Regions from separate parts of the Mus musculus genome. Here all the other regions are linked to region 2. Evidence: chromatin contacts called from public Hi-C and HiChIP or PLAC-seq data. All regions are on one chromosome and are shown on one strand. The core of a region is the stretch at or near the end of the contact, and the rest is flanking DNA. Distances in the headings are between cores, read along the strand shown. Region 1 has its middle 34 kb from the start of Gm35615. Region 2 has its middle 180 kb from the start of Gm35615. Region 3 overlaps Klf6 (Kruppel-like factor 6).

The links. A called contact is a pair of places that touch in the nucleus more often than the background predicts. HiChIP or PLAC-seq counts read pairs in DNA pulled down with a chosen protein or histone mark.
Region 1: a FOXA1 HiChIP or PLAC-seq map of pancreatic cancer cells shows a contact between it and region 2. The contact joins two enhancer-like sites. A contact is called at or near these places in 4 of 484 Hi-C or Micro-C datasets (Th1 cells, adipose-derived mesenchymal stem cells, bone marrow-derived macrophages and 1 more) and 4 of 115 datasets of contacts at active chromatin or transcription factors (CD8 T cells, bone marrow-derived macrophages, embryonic fibroblasts and 1 more).
Region 3: a contact with region 2 is called in a Hi-C map of bone marrow-derived macrophages, with 4 times the contacts expected there. The contact joins two enhancer-like sites. A contact is called at or near these places in 2 of 39 promoter capture datasets (HPC-7-derived erythroid cells and liver), 1 of 15 datasets of contacts at CTCF or cohesin (CD8 T cells), 10 of 484 Hi-C or Micro-C datasets (the C2C12 cell line, adipose-derived mesenchymal stem cells, bone marrow-derived dendritic cells and 4 more), 11 of 115 datasets of contacts at active chromatin or transcription factors (the 230-238 cell line, CD8 T cells, SST interneurons and 6 more) and 1 of 9 other capture datasets (adipose tissue).

What each region holds. Positions count from the first base shown.
Region 1 is chr13:6,253,517-6,256,749 of GRCm38.p6, forward strand. No RefSeq gene overlaps it. Among named protein-coding and RNA genes, the nearest start is that of Gm35615, 34 kb to the right of the region's middle. Within about 2 kb of position 1,970, at least 31 of the 459 cell types and tissues checked have an H3K27ac peak or open chromatin away from gene starts, as enhancers often do. A contact at or near this core is called in pancreatic cancer cells, where this site is marked.
Region 2 is chr13:6,107,944-6,111,184 of GRCm38.p6, forward strand. No RefSeq gene overlaps it. Among named protein-coding and RNA genes, the nearest start is that of Gm35615, 180 kb to the right of the region's middle. Within about 2 kb of position 1,543, at least 46 of the 459 cell types and tissues checked have an H3K27ac peak or open chromatin away from gene starts, as enhancers often do. A contact at or near this core is called in the C2C12 cell line, bone marrow-derived macrophages and pancreatic cancer cells, where this site is marked.
Region 3 is chr13:5,869,405-5,872,530 of GRCm38.p6, forward strand. It overlaps Klf6 (Kruppel-like factor 6), which reads left to right. Exons shown (of 4, transcript NM_011803.2): 4 at 1-989. Among named protein-coding and RNA genes, the nearest start is that of Klf6, 9.5 kb to the left of the region's middle. Within about 2 kb of position 1,402, at least 199 of the 459 cell types and tissues checked have an H3K27ac peak or open chromatin away from gene starts, as enhancers often do. A contact at or near this core is called in the C2C12 cell line, bone marrow-derived macrophages and pancreatic cancer cells, where this site is marked.

The DNA.
Region 1 (3,233 bases), core at 720-3,219, 150 kb after region 2:
TCAGTATCACCTTCCTTCAGCTGCTTATCTTCCAATATTTCCTATTTATTGAATGGTTGTTCAAATACATGTATAAATCCTGACTCTTTTGTTCATCTCATTATTGCCAGTTAATCTCCAGGCCTCTAAACCTTTGAAGTTCACATATTGAAGGAAAGGTTTTCTTTGAACAGAAGTTGTGTGCCTTGGGCTGTTAATCTGAATTATGTTTACACCAATATGCCTTTTGATACGTTAATTGGGGGATACTCATGTGTAGGAGGTTTAGGAATAACACTTCTCTGTAAGGAGAGTGAAGGAACTAGAAATCTATAAGAAGCATTTCATCTTGGGCTAGGGACTTGGCTCAGACTCGAAAAGCTCTTACTGTGTAAGCCTTGTGGCCTGAATTCAATCTCTGGAACCCATAGAAAAAATGGAAGCACAGAATCAACTTCACAAAGATGTCCTTTAACCTTCAAATACACACCAGGGCATGGGCACTACATACTAACACTGTACACACAATGTTAATAAGAAGCAATTCATCTCATCTCCTTAATAACTTGCAAAAGAGATATTGACCACATTGTCTTGTTAATGAGGGAGAAAGTGGAGAGAAAGCAGATTCAAGCTATTGACAATAAGGAGTAGACCTAGATTCCCATCCAGAGAAGAAGGTAACTGAGGTAGAGAGTTTGATGTACAGGAAGGCATGAGAAAGAGATTGATGTTGAGGCTAATAGGCAGAGGAAACAAAATTGCTGTGGTGTCCATGAGACAGGTGAGCTGTCCAGTGCAAATGGCAGACTCCAAGCTAGATGAAATAAGTAGGATTACAACTTCATTTTTTAGAGCCTGTGAAACTTCTAGAAGGTCACCAAACCCAAGAAAAGTGTTGCTTTCCTTCTCTTCATGATTTGAATGCAAACTGCCTCCAATGGGTGCATGTGATTGGTCCTCAGTGGGTGATGCTCCTTGACAGACTGTGGATCCTCTGGGTGCTGTTCCTATCTGGTAAGCACAAGACATTAAAGGTGATACTTTGATTCTTGCTTCACCATGTTTGAAGTACTCTGCTCTCCATTCCCACATCCATTGAACTAGTTTTCCATGCCTTCCTGCCAATGATGAACTTCCTCTCTGAAACCATGAGCCAAAATAAATCTTTTTGACCCTTAAGTTGCTTTTGTATAGTTTTGTAGTCAGAGGAATGAGAAAAATAACCAATGTATTTATTTGTAGAAATTGGATAAAGTTAGGAGCCTGAGTTTGTATTTAGACTGAGGTACAATGACACGTGTAATGTTCTAAGTATAATGTGACTCCCTAACACATTCCTGTCTTCTCAGTGAGCTCTCAGCAGGCCTGTCACACAGAGTCCACAATCAGCAACAAGCAGGATGCACTCCATCAGTGAGACTGTGGAGGTATTTACAAATCTGACAGCCAAAGAACAAACACCAAGAGGTCATAGACATTCCTCAAGATGGATCTTCCAGCTCTTTTAGTTCAGGCCTACGAGTTCTCAGGATTTGAGGATACAAGAGGCATGATGTCTGCTTTCCCCCAAGGGGTTGATTTTTCTATAAAGAGAAAACTATGAGGTTAGCACGCAATGTGTCGGCTTACTCATCTGCCAAGGGAGGCAAATTCTAGTGGGAGTTTTGCCCATAGGATTTCAATACACAATTTATGGGTAATGTCTTGTGAAAATAAATGAGTTACAGTTTATACACACATACACACACTACACACACAAACAAAAACCCCAATAACAACAACAACATAATGGTTTTAACAGGCCTCTTATCACCTGAAATGGTTCAAATTATCTATAGACAGAAGTATAAGGAGAGGTGAAATTGACATCTGATGACTGCGAATAAAACAACCATTTGTATGGTTCCTTTTAGATCTGTATGAGTTCATCCATCTGGCAATTCTGCCTTGGGAATGAGCCAGCTGGGTGAAAGGAAGAGGACTTAACTTCCTTGTCCTGCACCTCGGGATATCCCCACAATGTGACCTTGATCCTTTTCTCTACATGACTCAGCCATATGGGTTGAAATGCACTGCGTATAATTGTCTTTCCAGACCTTTCCCTTGCAGAGGCTCATACAAAGTCTTCAAGAAGGTTTGTCTTCAAACAGCGTTCAAGCACAGAGACACATCGCTACTACTATTGGCTACCCATGGTATTTCATCTAGCCATGGGAGCATTGAGAATAGTAGAAAGTAAGACCACAGGGATTTGACATTACTTTTTAATATAGAGTGTAGGATCCATCCCCTGATGGGAAATCTGAATACTCATCCAGTGACATCATCTGAGGAGTTGATTATATGTCACTTGAGAAATATCTCATGTCCTACCTATTTCCCAATATGTATAATTCCTCTAGTAGAATTACTCCTCTGCCTTGGACTACCTCCATAGCACTTAGGTTAAAGTCAATATAACCACACTACCATTGAGTCATGTCCTGCTTTCTATCCAACAAGATAAGAATAAGACTCCTGAAAGGCAGGAAATGAGGTAAGCAAGTATGTGTTAACCTTCACATTAGTTAACTGTTCTCATCATGACCAATATATGTCAGAAACAACTTTTCATAAAAATCTGTATGTGTGTGGTGCATGCACATTTGGAGAAAAGAGGTTGACATTGGTTATCTTTCTCTATCACTCATTACCTTATTTGAGGGAGTGGTAACAAAGTCTCTCACTGACCCTTGATCTGGATGTTTGGCTAAGCTTACTGAACAGTGAACTCCTGGAGTCCACTTGTCTCTGACTCCTAATTAGGTTGGAAATATGTGCTGCTATGCCTGGCCTTTCCATGGGTGATAGAGATCTAAATTCCAAGTCCTTATGTTTATATAGCAACCAAGCACTTTACCCACTGAGTCATCACTCCAGCCTGACATAAACAACCTAAAGTAAGGGTTTATTTTTGCTCAGGATTTCAGAGGACTCAAGCACTTCATAACAATGTGGCATGTGGCAAACGCTTTTTTACATGAGGGCTGTCACAGTTTTAATTGCCTAGTAGACATAATTTAGAATCACTTGAGAAGAGAGGTTCAATTAGAAATCTTCTAAATCTGTTTTCCTGTGGGCATGTCTATGAGGGTCTTAATTATTAATTAATATAGAAAGACCTAGTCTACAGTGGGTGGCACCATGCTATAGCCAGGAGGTTCTGTCTGTGTAAGTGTAGCAAGGGTGCTGAGCATGAAGAATCATGTTTA
Region 2 (3,241 bases), core at 293-2,792:
TTAGGGTGAGATACTTAGAGCCTCTTCCCATGTCCCCTCACTCTCACACCCAAGATAGAAACCATACAACAACTTAAATATCGCACAATTCCATAAGTAAAATGTGTACATAAATATAAACAAAGAAATGTTATTAGAAAGTTACTTCCAAGTACATGAGAAAGGAAGGAACCATAAGGACTATGCAAAAAAATATTTCCAGTGGACAAACAGCCAAAGGGTTACTCACAAAGTTTGAACAGCCAGTGCAAAATTCCTTAGTTGTGCAAAAAAACCAAATACACAAAACATTCTAAAACACTCAGGTGTAACTTTTTTTGCTTAACAAATTTGAAGCTCTTATTTTCTTTCAAGTTCTTTCCTTCCCTTCCTTCTTTTAGTAAATCCCTCTTTTCTTCTCAAATTTCACAGAGGTGAGCATTGTCATTCACTCTTACATTTCTCCAAGGTGGTACAGAATTCTCCAAAGGTATTCTCAATGAGTAATTATTTACATAAAATTATTCATGGTCTTTGTCTAGTTGTTAAATTTGTAGTAGTATATCCTAATAAATAATATAACTTGCCTGTTGAGACTTATGTGCAACAAGATTTATTCTAGTTACATAGAACTGTTGACATAGGAAATGCTTACCACTCTGAAAATGACTAAATGATTTTACTCTATTAGATAAGATATTATGTAGCCATCAACAGAATTTTTAAGATATTTCTAATTACATACAAATGTAAGCTACAACATTCAGGACATCACATCCAGTAGGCAACCTCCTTACTGGTGAAATGCACTAGATAAATGTACTTGTAGTTTTGAATGGAGATTTCCTCTGAACATTCCAACATAAAAACAAAAGATTTAGATACATACCCACCCTCAAGATGAGTAGTTGTTGTTGGTAAGTGCAACTAACACATGCAATGGTTTTTGCTTCCATTTTTGCCCATATTTTCCAACATTTCTCTAATAACCATTCATCATTTGCCAAAACAGTCAGTACACAATAGAGAGAGATTTGTGTGATGAAAGTAGTCTGGCTTGTCCTTGTTCTTCTTTTCCATCTTCTCTAAAGGGATCCTGGTCTCTCTTCCTGGGTTTCTCATCTGCAGAGTATTTCAAGCCAGAGAGGACTGACTGGAGGCACGTACTCTGGATAGAGCTCAGAAGGGATGCTGAGAGCCTGACCTTTAAGAAGAACGAAGTCCACTCAGGCGAGCGATCCTTTGTGATGTGTCTGTGAAGCCCAAGAAAACAAAGAACCCTATGTGGTTTGTTCATCTGAGTCATAGCACAGACTGCTAAGGCCTCAAGATCATTTTTTAAACTCTTCAACTGGATGAAACTTCCCGATGAAGTAAGGAACCACACCCACACACATGGTTATCTGGTAAATTGTGTCCCTTCAATGTTCTTATCCGGAAATCTTTAGCTCCATTACCTCAGAATGTGGCTGTATTTGGAGTAAGCATTGTAAAGGGGGTTAGTGTAATATAAAGTCATAAAGCATGAATCCATCCGCTGCTGTACTGATAAGAAGATGAGGTCAGGACACAGGGAAAACCATAGGAGGATGTGGAGAACCTCAGAAGGTGGCTGTCTACACCCACTTCCCACTTGATGACTTGGGACTTCCCATTTTCAGAACTGTGAGATCATAGATTTCTGATGTTTAAGCCAATTATGGTGCTTTGGTATAGAATTCCAGGAAATAGCTCATGCTTCCAAAGCCTTTCCCTGACCTATATTGCTAACAGCATTTCCCTAGGTGATTACAGTTCATCTGTTTATTCCATGGTCACTAGTACCAGCAAGACAATGATTATGTTGACACAAGTCTTCTCAAGTTAAGCCATAAAGGCCTCAGAGTCCACTGATGTCATGCTCCAGGGACATGCCCGGTACCCCGTGATATGGAAGCAGAATGTGACATTATCCACATGGTTCAAGTTCTGTAGATGTGTAGATAGGAAGAGTTCTCAGATTGTGAGACTGATAGTAAAATTCCAAATGGCTAATGTGGCCAAGCCACAAACATACAGTGAGGTTGTAGTTTCTGAAAAATCACCCACTGAAATCAAGCTATAAAGGCAAACCCTAAGTTGTCACAGAAACCTCAAGATAGTATAGATCATGGAAAGTACTTGTTGGGGGAAAACAGTGGGCATCCAGTCAAGACAGCTGATAAGAGAGTGTATATATTTTACAGGTGGCAGCTTCAGAGAGAGAAGGTTAACCAAGAACATTGAATGTCAAAGAATACATGCCAGTGCCTCAGGGACTACATGGGAAGCTCCAGGGCTTACTGTTTGATGTGCTGCTGTTTTGGTTCTGGGATAATCTTCTCTTGCCATCCTGGACCATTTTTTTCCTTTGAATTGAAAAAGTTTACTCTGCTCTAAGTACATATTGCAAGTATTTAATTTCTTTTTTTTAATTACATATTTTCCTCAATTACATTTCCAATGCTATCCCAAAAGTCCCCCATACCCTCCCCCCCCAATTCCCTACCCACTTATTCCCATTTTTTTTTGGCCCTGGCGTTCCCCTGTACTGGGGCATATACAGTTTGCAAGTCCAATGGGCCTCTCTTTTCATTGATGGCCAACTAGGCCATCTTTTGATACATATGCAGCTAGAGTCAAGAGCTCCGTGGTACTGGTTAGTTCATAATGTTGTTCCACCTATAGGGTTGCAGATCCCTTTAGCTCCTTGGGTACTTTCTCTAGCTCCTCCATTGGGAGCCCTGTGATCCATCCAATAGCTGACTGTGAGCATCCACTTCTGTGTTTGCTAGGCCCCGGCATAGTCTTTTGTTCTACTTTGCATGGAATCAGAGTTAGATATTTACCAATAGTCAAAGGAGCCTTTGGACTTTATGGAAATGTTGAAGCTATTCAAACTTCAGAGACTCCTAAAGTTTAACTGCAGCAATTTTCAGTGTGAGACAGCCATGAGCCTTTGGAGACCAAAGGAAGGGCGCTAGAGTTTGGATGCGAATGAGCTCTCACAGGCCCGTGGTTAGGCATTGTTCACACCTTGTGATGCTTCTCTGAAGGTTGTGGAACCTTTAGAAGCTGAGACCTCACTGTGAGATGGGGGTCACTGGAGAGTGGGTCCTGAAGATTGTAACCTAGCTCATCTGAACACTCTGAGAGTATATCAGCCACGAAAATGTAACATAATACACATAAGTTCATACTATCATGAAAAAATTTTAGAACTATCATGCCTTCCTCTCCATGA
Region 3 (3,126 bases), core at 152-2,651, 240 kb before region 2:
TGATTCTGCTAGTCACGATTGGCAAGCCTGGAATAGGGGACCTTCGGCCATTTAGAAGGGGCATGAACAAAATACTGGCCAACCAGCTGGACTCAGACACACAAAGGTTTTAATTTTCCTTTCAGCCTTACTAGAAGATCTAACCTAAGAGTAAGCTGACCACAGGGATTGTTTTTTAGAATACTTTTTATGCAGATGAAACTATTTTTTCCAGCATGTAGATTCTTCCAGCTTTTTCAAGGAGTACTTTCCCGGAATTTGGCATACCACAGCGTAGACAGCTGATATTTCTGATATTTCATCCAGCTGCTTGGCTTTTTGGGTGTGGATCTTTACATATATGAGAATGAGTCTGGCTGGGCTGGTATTTCGTTTGATCTTCCTGGAAACGAGCAATGATTAAAGCTCCCTTAACTGCTTTTTGTTTTGTTTTGTTTTATTGTATCTGGCCTGATGAATACATTTCTCTACAGAACTGATTTCATTTTGCTCAAGGGGAAAATGCACTTTTGTTTGGCAATTCAAAATCCTAGCACTTGATTTGCTGGATTTTGGAAAACTCCTTTTTTGGCCCTGCTGTGTGCTTATCCATAGCAATTCCATTAAGTAAGAAGGTAAACAGAAGAGAGAGGAAACTTGTGCTGGCGCGTCTCACTTATGAAACACAGCGACGTTGCTGGACTGGCTGGGGCTGGGTGCCGTCCGTGTCGATGCTGTAACTTTAATACTAAGCAGTCCATTCTGGTCAGGTGACAACTGAGCCTCAATCAAGCAGGAACTTTTGCTTGAAATTAAAAAAAAAAATTTCTATTAGTGAAATTTCTTTATTTCTTTTTTTTTGAAGCACCCTGTTATCTAAAGAATCTTTGTAAGATTTTTGTAAAATTTTGTTTTACAAGATTTTATTTGAAATTGTTTTTTGCGAGATTGTTATATTTCTGTATGAATGTATTTTTTATTCGAATAACATAAAAAGAATTCTTATCAGCATCTGGAGCCTGATTGTTTTTCTGGGGTGCAGTGGGGGAAGGGGGTTGTTAACAAATTCCTGCTGTGTTACTCAGCCTGGCTTCCTCCCCGGGAAATCACCATTGTGTAATTCTGAGGGCCTTTTGCCTAGCTCAGTCCCTGCCTTCCCTGTCTTCCTACTTACCACAGCTGTCTCTGGAGGGAGGCTTTTGACATTGCCCCCCCCCCCCCCCCACACACACACACACTCCCCTCAAATGGACTGAATGTCTTCCAAAGCCTGAAAGAAACAGCCTTGGTTGGGAGGGGGGCACAATAGGAAGCCACTTGTTGCACTTTTTTTCTTCCTGTCACTCAAGCCCAGGAGATGATTACAGTGCAGAGAGGCCCCAGTACCGTGGCTTCTGAAATCCAGCAGATTTTGTTCTCTTAGCTGGTAGAGCTGGGCCAGTCTTTCTGGATGGAGCTGGCGTCACACCTGGATGAGTCCCATCTGGGAAGGTTAGAAGCCACCAGCAATCAGATGATAAAGGGAAGTCAGGCCAGAAAGCCGTCCCAATGGACTCTGCATCCACTGATTCCTATGCCCAGATCCCCCCCCCCCCCCCCCCCCCCCGTTAGTTCCGGAAAGCAGGGCAGAAAGTCAAGATTGCTTCTCCTCACGAGGTTTCGTGACTTAGGAAAAAAATGCATCGCATATAGCTCGATTTAAGAAAAAATCCGCAGCTTGTCTCAGAGCAGTGCCTTCAGTCGCTTGAGACACTCGCAGCCAGTTTTACTGTGCGGATCAATGTGAGAGAGATGCATCTTGGAATCTGTTTTCAGATTCCATAAGCCAGTCAGTAGTCACAGGGTAAAATAGGTGAGTTTCCGTGGGGCTTCTTCAATGCATTTTCCTTTGATCCCCCAAAAGGGTGGTCTTCATTTTAGGTGTGGTATAGTCATTTACTTCAGAGTAGGTCTTCTTTTTGCTAAATGTGCAGAGTTTATGAAATTTTTCTTCTTTTATATATTTTATAATTAGGGAGGAAACTTTAAAGATTAGCAGCTTTTTTTTTTTTTAATATCAGAAACTTGGATGTGTGGTAGGCTAGGTCATACAGAGTTGGTGACATTTTTTGCAGAATTCATGGGTGTGTGGCATTCCGAAGCACATGTCAGGATGACTAACAGTTGGATGACTTTGACTGTACAGTCTAAATAAAGTCTCGATAATGCATTCTCTCGGCTACTATTAAGACCGGACCGTGTTGTCATGCAAAGTCTGCTGAACAGCTAAGTTATGCTCAAATAAGGCTGTTAGGAGAACCGCAGTGCAAGGAATCAGCCACAGACTTGGGATATTTATAGACGTATAAAGCATTTTCAGTCTGCTTAACAAATTTTTTGAAACCTAGCTAAAAGGAAGGGAACACTTTTGCTCTAACAAGCTGTGTACTTTGGGGACAATTCGCTCAGCAACAATAGGCTCCCATTTACTCCTTGCTAAAATAGTCCGGGCTAGGTCACATGAATCTAGATTTTCTATAGCACTGCCATTCTGCGGTCTGTGAGTGTAGGGTGGACTTCAAATTACACGTTCACCATCCTCAGAGTTCTTGGCCCAGACCTAGGAAAGTTTTTCTTCTGCTACAGGAGAAAGTATTGTTGGAGAAAATTGCTCTGAAAATGGAAAACAGAATGTTCTCAAACTGCCCATTACTTCTTTAATTAAAGTTAAGTTGCTCGGGCATTTGATGCTTGACAACATATAATTTTATTTAAATTAAAAAAAAAAAAAAACCAGCCCTAACCTCCTTTGAAAAGTGCTATGGTACCTATAAAAGAACCCAAAATCTCCCCGGTTCCCCCAAGCCCCCAGTTCTATTTCTTATCTAATAGGGCCTTTGTACTGAGGGCAACGGAAGTGATTAAAGTCTCTTACTTTTATATTTTAATTGCCATAAAGAACACAACTTCCATATGCGACTCCTTTTTAATGTATGCAGTATATTACCAGGAGCTATTTCTTAATATTTGCTTATTATATTTATTTATTTGTATGTCTGTCGTGTGTGTGTGTGTGTGTGTGTGTGTGTGTGTGTGTGTGTGTATGTGTGTGTGTTGTTTAGAAAAGGTATCAGGTGGCCTCCTCTATCAGAATCACCCAATTTATTT